2 separate regions of the Sus scrofa genome follow, and region 2 is linked to region 1. The links are chromatin contacts, called in public HiChIP or PLAC-seq maps. All regions are on one chromosome and are shown on one strand. The core of a region is the stretch at or near the end of the contact, and the rest is flanking DNA. Distances in the headings are between cores, read along the strand shown. Region 1 holds the start of GTF2A1 (transcription initiation factor IIA subunit 1). Region 2 holds the start of SEL1L (protein sel-1 homolog 1).

What was found. HiChIP or PLAC-seq counts read pairs in DNA pulled down with a chosen protein or histone mark.
Region 2: a contact with region 1 is called in an H3K27ac HiChIP or PLAC-seq map of alveolar macrophages. The contact joins the promoter of SEL1L here to the promoter of GTF2A1 in region 1. A contact is called at or near these places in 2 of 5 promoter capture datasets (fetal liver and liver), 6 of 47 Hi-C or Micro-C datasets (alveolar macrophages, blood, heart right ventricle and 2 more) and 2 of 2 datasets of contacts at active chromatin or transcription factors (alveolar macrophages and skeletal muscle).

What each region holds. Positions count from the first base shown.
Region 1 is chr7:104,007,531-104,012,001 of Sscrofa11.1, forward strand. It overlaps GTF2A1 (transcription initiation factor IIA subunit 1), which reads right to left and starts at 1,788. Exons shown (of 9, transcript XM_021099583.1): 1 at 1,312-1,788. The coding sequence starts at 1,341. It overlaps LOC110261640 (a long non-coding RNA gene), which reads left to right and starts at 283. Exons shown (of 4, transcript XR_002346024.1): 1 at 283-369.
Region 2 is chr7:104,281,093-104,285,563 of Sscrofa11.1, forward strand. SEL1L (protein sel-1 homolog 1) reads right to left here and starts at 2,158. Exons shown (of 21, transcript XM_021099584.1): 1 at 1,916-2,158. The coding sequence starts at 1,985.

The sequences.
Region 1 (4,471 bases), core at 538-3,037:
GTCCCAGCTGCTGCATCAAAACAAAAACTTAGGGCTCCTAAAGCAGCCCCGATTGGGTATGAAATTAGAGTACGAAAGGACTTGGAAATAAATTGAGCTCTACACACGCCTGCCTCTCGCCTCGAGAGCACGCACCTCCCAGCCCCGCTCTCAGCAGCTCTCACTATTTAAAGCCGGATCTGGTGTTTAAATGGAGAGGCGGTGACGTAGGCCTGAAAAGCACCTTCCCATCCTGGCAGAGTCTATATTAGAGAGCGGCAATGGCTCTATATAAACAGGGCAGCCAAAGGGAGGAGGACCACAAGGCTCAGGGACTGAAAGGCAGGGTAAGCGGCCGCAGCCATGATGGATCGACCCGAGTCGTCAACGGTACGGAGTCGGGCGGCCGCGGGCTTGTCTGCATTTGGGACCGGGCAAAAACGTGTTTTATTGTCACAATAAAAATAAGAGAGTGGGGTGGACTAGTGATCACATTGCGTTGGTGACTGAAAAGGTTATTTATGTGACTGCTTTTTGCAAACCTACGTGATCGCAAGTAAGAAAAAAGGGACAAACGGTGAGAAGTAGGCAAATTTCGAGGCGAAAGTGGGGGCACTTTGACCACTGTAAGCTTTGTTTGTTTTGGTGTTTTTGCTAGTCGAAGATACGATGGGGGGGGTTGCTTCCCCTTCGCCATTTTACCGATTCGGAAGGAACCGAGATAAGTGCTTTTCAACCTTCGTCCTTTTTTTTTTTTTTTTTTCTTAAACGTAAAATGGCCCCAGTGAAGCCTCCTAAGCACAACCCGCCACAACACCCAAAGTAACCCCCAAGTAGCCATTAGCCTTCCACTGCGTTAAAGTGGATCGCGGTGGGTCTTGGGGATTCGCCCAGTTCCCAAGACACGGTTTTTGTTTTGAGGCTGCTCGGAGAGCCCTTCTCCAGCCAGCGCGGCAGGACCCGCTTCGGGGAGGAAGCGGAGGCTCCCCTCCCGCCCTCCCTCCTGGCGGATGGGGTCTGGGGCCAGGGCCGCGCGCTCATCCCGGCCTCAACCGCCTCAGCGGCCCGGACCGCCCCGCGGCAGTTCCAGGCCCCGCCGGCACCCCCGCCCTCCCTGCCGCCGCGGCCCCGAGCCCTCGGCACCCCCCCGCGCCCGCCGCCCCGCGCCCCGGCCCGCTCCGCCCGAGGCGGGAAGCGGCGGCGGCAGCGGCGGCAGCCGCGCGGGCAGCTGAGAGTTGAGGCCGGGAGTCGCCGCCGTCCCCGCCCCCGCCCGGTCCGGCCGTTGCTGCCGCCTGAACGAAGCCCCCGCCGGCCACCGAACCACGTCCTTACCACGGTGTTTGTATTTGCCGAGTTCGCCATTTCCACACACAACACAAACAAGAGGGGGGCAAGCCCCGAGAAAACAAGATAAAAACAAAACGAAAAAAAAAAAAAAAAACACCCAGAGGGTGACCCAAGCCACCGCAAAATTGGGGGGGGAATTTTAAACAAAATCGGATCCTGCTGGATTAGAGGGGATCGGCGAGGGGAGGAAGAGGAGGGGGCAGTCCTCCCGGAGCTAAAAACTCGAGGATCGCCCTTAAAAAAAAAAAGGGCACGACCCTTCTGGGGTTTGGGGGGCGTTGCCCGCTCCCCACCCCGCGCCAAGGAGGGAAACCACCACTGGTCGCCGCTCCCCGCGCCGCCGCTGCCGCCACCGGCTGCAGCTCCAGCCGTCCGGTCCGCCCGCTTCTCCCTTTATATAGTGAGCCAACGAGCTGCGCGAGCCGCCGCTGCCGCCGCTGCCGCCGAGAGACAGGGCGGAGGGGGAGGGAGGGGCGGAAAGGGCGGGGGCAGAGGTGGGCGGGGCTGAGCGCAAGACACCGCGAGAGCCGCGTGCGCAGGCGCGCCGGGGCGGAGGCCGCCGCGAGCCGCGTCGTCACGCTCAGGGGAGGGTGTTGTGTGGGCGGGACCCGGGGACTTAAGTAGGGAAGTCCGACCGCGGTCTCCCCAAATGTCGCGTGATCACGTGGTCGGCAACCAGGCGGAAGTCTCCGGCTGCTGTTTTGGGATGAAGAACTTGCAAAGCTCTGTTGGAGAAAAGCGTGAGTTGTGGCGACGCTCGAGTCGAAACCTAGCTGATTCCGCCTCCTGTCGGGAGATTCTGAGCTGTCCCACGCTGGAGGGGCTAGGAAATGTAGGAGCTCTGGCGGCTGCCCCGCTAGGCATGGCTGTGGAAAAGGGCGGGTCACGTGGCCCGGCTTCCGGCAAAAGTTTTAAGTGCGGAGTCATCTCCGAGCGTGAGCTAAGGTCAGACTCCTAGTTGCTGAAGCGTTAGCACGCCTTGCTGAGGGTGGGCCTTTCGCTTGCAAAATTGTGTATGAGTTCCTGAAAGGGAACTGATTTGGTTCCCCTCTTACTACATTCAACAATTATTACATATTATTACATTCCACAATTAATAATCCCTGAAGCCAGCAGAGTTGTCTGTCTCCATCAGTACAACTACAAAGTCTCTTTAAATTTCCGTTCCCCAGAGTCCCGGCCTCTCCAAGCCCACTTACTTCAAATAACTTCTCAAGGTGGTAGAAATGTTAAAACTAACCCCCCAAAAAAGGTCACCACCTGGATTATGACCGCACAACTTTTCCTGGTTTTTTTTTTTTTTAAATGTTGCAAAAATTCAGTGATTCCATATGTTCAGCACGTGCTAACATCTTGAATACTTGCCCTTGACCCATCAACTCTCATGGCTGCAAGAGAGCAGGTAGAAAATGGCCATGTATTCAAGGGCAACTCAGTAGGCGTTTGACCTGCTCTGCCCAAGCTAATCCCGCCTTTATATCAGCATTTCACGCAAAACGGAATACTCTGTTTAGAAGACAGAACTCAACAGTTCCTAATTTTCTTGTCCCTAGGAATTGCGAGTGACATGGAATGCAGTCTGGACAAGTGAGGGAGTTGATCCTCAAAAAGCAAAGCAAAACAAAATGTCAAACTTATGCTCCTGAAAGAAGATTTGAGAAAGATCAGTTGCTTTTCAGTTCCCTGCACAGTGGCCTCTTTGGGAACACTGAAAGAGATAAGACCATAGGAAATCATATTGTCCTATACTATTATATAAAATTATGATTCCATCACCATTTGTAATTCATGTAATATTCAAGTGACCATTGGCCCGAAAAGTTAAATTAACCCATGTCTTTAATTTCTTACCATTTTAAGAGGACTTTTTACCTCCTTATTTAAGTAGTACTGTTTGTACATGGAATCCCTCACCTTTCACCTCTTTTTCTTCCCTATCACTTAGTATTCTTAACTAAATTGATCAAGTGTTTTGACATCAGTTAAAACTAGGATCACTGCAAACAGGACATGGGGTAGAATATATGAGATTTACTTCCCTCAGAAATATTCCTAAAGAGAATAAGGACAGGTATTCTCTGATTGGGTCTGACCTATGAAATAATTGAATATAGTTCTTGAATTTAAAAGGGGAAAAAACCTATTTATGACCTCCATTTAAGACCTTCAGACTCCTTGGAGGCTCTGCATCAGCTTCTCTTTACACACTCTAATTTGCAACAATACCTTGATTAAAGTTTTCCCAAATGTCTTCTCTTCACCCCACAGTATGACTACCAAGTAAACCATCATGGATTACATTCCAGTTTATTGTTTTACAATCTTCATTTAGCTATAGGATTTCTTCAGTTGGGATACGTTTGTGTCAGCCAGTTTAGTTTCAGAAAAAGACATTTTCTGATCTTTCACCAAAATGGTGGGTCTGAATAATTTGGAGGCTAAAGTTCATGAATTCACAAAACTGAACATTTGTGAACAGAAAACTCTTCCCATTTAAGATTGACTGTAGCATTGCACTAAATTGTTTGTATGTGAACTTTTTCTTCATTGTACCTGAAAGCTTAAATAACTGTTCTCATTTTAGCAGTTCCTTACGTGAAACATTTATACTGGCTTTTCAGTTTGTGAACTTGTACTTTGTAGTATCATGTACTTAGTTACATAATAGTGCTCTCTTCTAGATGAATCTTTTTTTTTAAATGTTTTATATTGGAGGATATAAAGTCACTTCTTTTAATATTAATATTCTGTTTTACACCTGATAACTGCCAAACAAAAGAAAAGGAAAAACTCAATGCATAAATTTTAATATACCATAAGCAAAATGACACCAAACCTTAATATGTCTAAACAGTTAAATGTTTTACTGTCCAAATGACTATTTAAGCAACAATGCCAAGAGAGAGGAAAATCTAAAGAGACTATTCATGGAAATTGGCTTAAATTAAAATAATAAATGACTAAATAAAGCAAATGATGTGGCATATTTAGGCATCATACAGCCCTTATAGGTTCAGTAGTATTGGGTTCTTTTGGAGAATACAGAAATTGAGAAGAAAGAGCATATCTCAAACTTGCTAATCCTAGTGAAAGCCTTATTGTGAAGTATACTACATAATTACAGCATTCTTTCAAGATATTAAAA
Region 2 (4,471 bases), core at 908-3,407, 270 kb after region 1:
ACAACTTTATCTCATATAACAGTTTTATGATATTTGTACTTCATGTGAGGTTAGTAGTGCCTTTATCACTTGTCAGCATTAACATCTATATTGTTCTAGTTCTGGTTAAGATTTTTGCCTCTACCAGAGAAATGTTTTTTCTCTAGAAATTTGTTTCAACTGATGGAAATCAGAGCAGTCGTTTCATGAACGTAGTCCTCTGTTTATATCAACACAACCAAAGATTTAACACTTGGGTATTAATAGTCTCCTATTACAATAAACTGAGAATTCCAACTGATTAAAAGACTTCAAGTATCATCTCCACTGACATGGCACTTTAGATGTATGAAATCTAGTCAAACGAAGATGCAAGAAAATGTATGTTTTGACTTTCTTTAAATTCTGCAAACTGAATTCAGAAGGATATGTACCATGTTCTTTAAAACTAGTAGTTCTTACACTTTAGTGTGAAGAATCACTTGTGAAGCCTGTTAAACTACAGATGCCGCAACCTGTTCCAGACCTAAAACTGCATTTATAACAAACCCTTAAGAGGAATTCTGAGGCAGGTGGCTCACAGTCCTTAGGGTACTTTACTCACTACACTCAACCGTTTCATTCCATACCTCTTAGATCAAACTGCTAGCTAGCAGTGCTTCAGAAGTTACACAGTGTTTTAAAGATATGGTCATAAACACAAATCAACACTAAAAGGGGAGGTGGGGAGCAGACCTCAAAGCATGATGTTGGCAGGAAAGTAACTGGCATATGCTCGTTGCTTTTGAAATGGTATCTTAAGCTACATTATGGATAAAATTTTAGGTTTAGACCTCTTATTTTAGAAGCAGAATGACGTTACAGCATTGACTTACAACTAGGACAGATAATTTGAGGATTCAAATAACCATCTGGGAAATTTTCTGTTGGAAAAAAAGTTGACATTTATACCCTGCCTTGTTCCAAAAAAATTTAAAGCCACAGAACAGCTGTTTTGTGAACTGAAACTGATTAAAATTCAAAAGCTTTATTGTACTAATTGTTTCTCTACCAACAGTTAGAAACACTAAGTATTTCGTTACCAACACTCTCAAAATAGACGTTTTCAAGTGTAGGCAGATTAAACTATTAAAAAAAGGGAAATGATCATTTCAAGACCAGAGTATAAATCATCTAACTGGAAAATCAATTCAAAAGCATACGAATTTCTGTACCTACGTAAAAAGTTAAAACTAGATGCTATCCACTTTACATTTATTAAGCACCAAGATTTTTTTTCAGAAATGGTAGTTACTCTCAGAAAACATGGGGCAACTCAAACTGTGAGAGAGGTAAAAACCACTCTCTTAGGAGTATTTCTTTAAAATGGGTAGACAGTAGGCACAATTAAATAAAAAGTCTTCGTTTTTAGAGAGACAGAGACAAGACCACCTCAGTTGCTAAACAAACCCACCAAAAAACTGTGGACATCCTGGTTCTGATGGATCCGGCTCTGCCCAGTGACAACCCCAGGTGTGTCAATCACTAAATTTACAAATCCCAAATCCAGAGTTTCGAAACTGATGCAGCACACAATCTACACGAGCTTCGTGGAAGCTCCGGTAGAGCTCCTATGTCACTGGAGGTCTAAGCCAGCTGTCCGGATCATTCCCATGAAGCCAATTCCTCACTCGTGACGAGTCGTGTAAAGTTTGTGAAGTGAGGAGAGGTGTAGGCAGGGTGACCGCCCCTTCTTTTCCTCCCCTCTCACGCTCCCCTAAACACTTGCTCCGGCCCAGGCCAACCCAAGCCCCAGAAATGACAGCAAGTGACGAGCAAATGCGAGCTGTGACCAGAGAGAGTGGAGTCTCCAGCCGGAGCCCCCACGGCCCTGCCCCGGGATGGAGGCCGGGGGGCGGTGGCTCCTGGCCTCCAGTCCGAGGGGGCGGATACTGACCCGAAGACACCGAGGCCGAACCCAGCAGCACCACACACAGCAGCAGCGTCAGCCTGACCCCGACCCGCATCCTGCTCTCAGGGCCGCTGCACCCCCTGGAGCTGTCGCTTTCTGCCTCAGCCACCACCGACTCAGCCGCCGCCGCCGCCTCGCCGCTGTTCTTCCTGCTCTGGCCTCCTTCCTCCGCCCCTTCCCAGGCCTCCCTTCCCCAGCTCGCAGCCAATCTCCGCCCGCCGCCGCGGGCTCCTCGCCCAATCGCCGCGACCTTCCCGCCCACCTTATTGCCCCGCCTCCGGGGTCAGGCATTGGCCAATCATTATGCGAGCCCCTCACACCGGCTTTTCCGATTGGACCACGGTCTCACCGACATGGCCCCAGCTAATTGGTAGCTCCTGTGTCCTACCCTCCCGGAATCCGAGCAGGAGTCCAGGGTTGGGAAAAAATCGTCACTCAGGACTGCAATTCCCACAATGCACTTCATGGGCCTCTCTCGGTGTGTTCTCTTGGGAATCGTAGTCCATGGTGGGGGGGGGGGCAATGTTTAAAAGCGCTGGTGGCTCTTCAAGTTAAGAAAACTTAAACACTTGGGCTAGACACTAACTCAAGGCCGTGAACTCGCAGTTTTTTTGTTTTTGAGCCAAATAAATATAATGAAACACATTATAAGGTTAAGAGTTTGTAATGTATTCAGCTTTTCTTCCCCTTTGTTTTATTTAGAAAATTTGTATTGGATATAGATATCAGTACTGAGGAAAAATACAACAACAAGACTGAATTCGAGGTATTTTTTATCGTAAACGAAAACAATACCAGGATGGAACTCACTTGGTTTTCCTTTTCCCTAAACAAAAGGAAATAAACCCCACCTCGTACAGACCTTGTCAATGCTAGTATTCATTTTAACGGAGGGCTACCAGATAATAAGTGCCTGCGAAAAAGAGGCCAAAAGTCTTTACAAAACCCTTTCAAACGCCTGTACGCATTCCTTTTCTCTTGCATTCCGAGTTACATTGCTCCCTTCCTCATTGACTACCTAGATCCTACATTGACTACCTAGATCCTACATTGACTAGGTTCAGAAGTCTAGATTGATGTATTTGGAGATAAAGGTGACAGCGATTGCAGTGCAGGAGTGGAAATAGTCTTGTGTTATCAAGTACCAACTCCAGGCATGCTCCCACTATGTAATAGGGCAGTGGCTTGGTATTCCTGACCCTTCCTCAATTTGTGTCATTTTGCTTTGCTTAGTATCCAGCCACAGTCAGCTCTTAGATCTGGAACCTAGACAGCCTGAGTTCAGGGTTTTGGAGAAGTCCACACTGGCCAACATGTCTTGATACCCAACCTTATTTCATAGAAGAGGATTAAAAAAAACTATTACTCAACATTCACAATGGAGGAGATGAAGGAAAAATATTGTCCCGTGAAGAAGTGTGCTCTTTTTCACTACTATCTCTTTGGCACTCATCTCTCTTTCTATCACTAACACTGCTTCCTAAGAGGTCCTCTGGTTTTAAATCATAGAGTAAACTCTGGTATATTATGTGACCATTTTCCTCTTTCTCACGAAAACGTCCCTGCTGGCTCTAATTTTCCCTTAGTTGCCTGGTGTGCCCAAGTTCTAGCCATATTCACCCAAACCATTCTTTCTTCATTCTAACCTAAATCGTGCGCTGTGGCCACATTAACTTTCCTTAAACACTGCTTTCATATTCTTGTTCAAAAAATTTTAATGGCCACCTTTGCCACAGAATCAAAAAATACTAGGGCTTATATTGACAAAACAGAAACTTGTGCTGACAGTTCTACTTTCTTGGGGCAGTACTGGGGAAGAAACTTCTGCCTTCCACAGAAAAAGGCCTTCTGCCTTTTTTTTTTTTTTTTTTTTTCAGGCATACGGACATTCCCAGGCCAGGAATTGAACCCAAGTCATGGTTTCCACTGAGCCGTAATGGGAACTCCCAAAACAGTGATTATTTGATTGATAAGATTGGGAAATTTCACTGCTTGGTTAAGACCCAACTTTTTTTTTCATCTTTTTCTTTACTGAGTCCTTCTTATCCTTAAAGTCCTGTGCTTCAGAAGTTCCCTTGTGGCACAACAGAAAAGAATCTGACTGGTATCCATGAGGACGTGGGTTTGATCCCTGGCCTTGCTCAGTGTGTTAAGGATTCAGCATTGCTGTGAGCTGTGGTGTAGGTCGCAGATATGGCTTGGATCCGGTGTTGCTGTGGCTGTGATATAGGCTGGCAGCTGTAGCTCCAATTTGACCCCTAGCCTGGGAACTTCCACATGTCTCCGGTGCAGCCTTAAAAAAAAAAAAAAATCCTGTACTACAAAGACTAATGTCTAACTTCTCTTTTACTGTTTTCCAGATTTGCAAATTAACGCTCACTTGCCTTTTCAGAGGCTCCCTTATCCTCTCCCCACTGCCCTTGCTCCTTCTTCTTAGCTACAACCCTGTCATCTTTCCAATTTTACTTGCATTTCATCTTGGCTGAGCCTTCTCTGCTCAGGCCAGTCCTTATTAATCCTCATTTCTACAAGTGTTTAGAG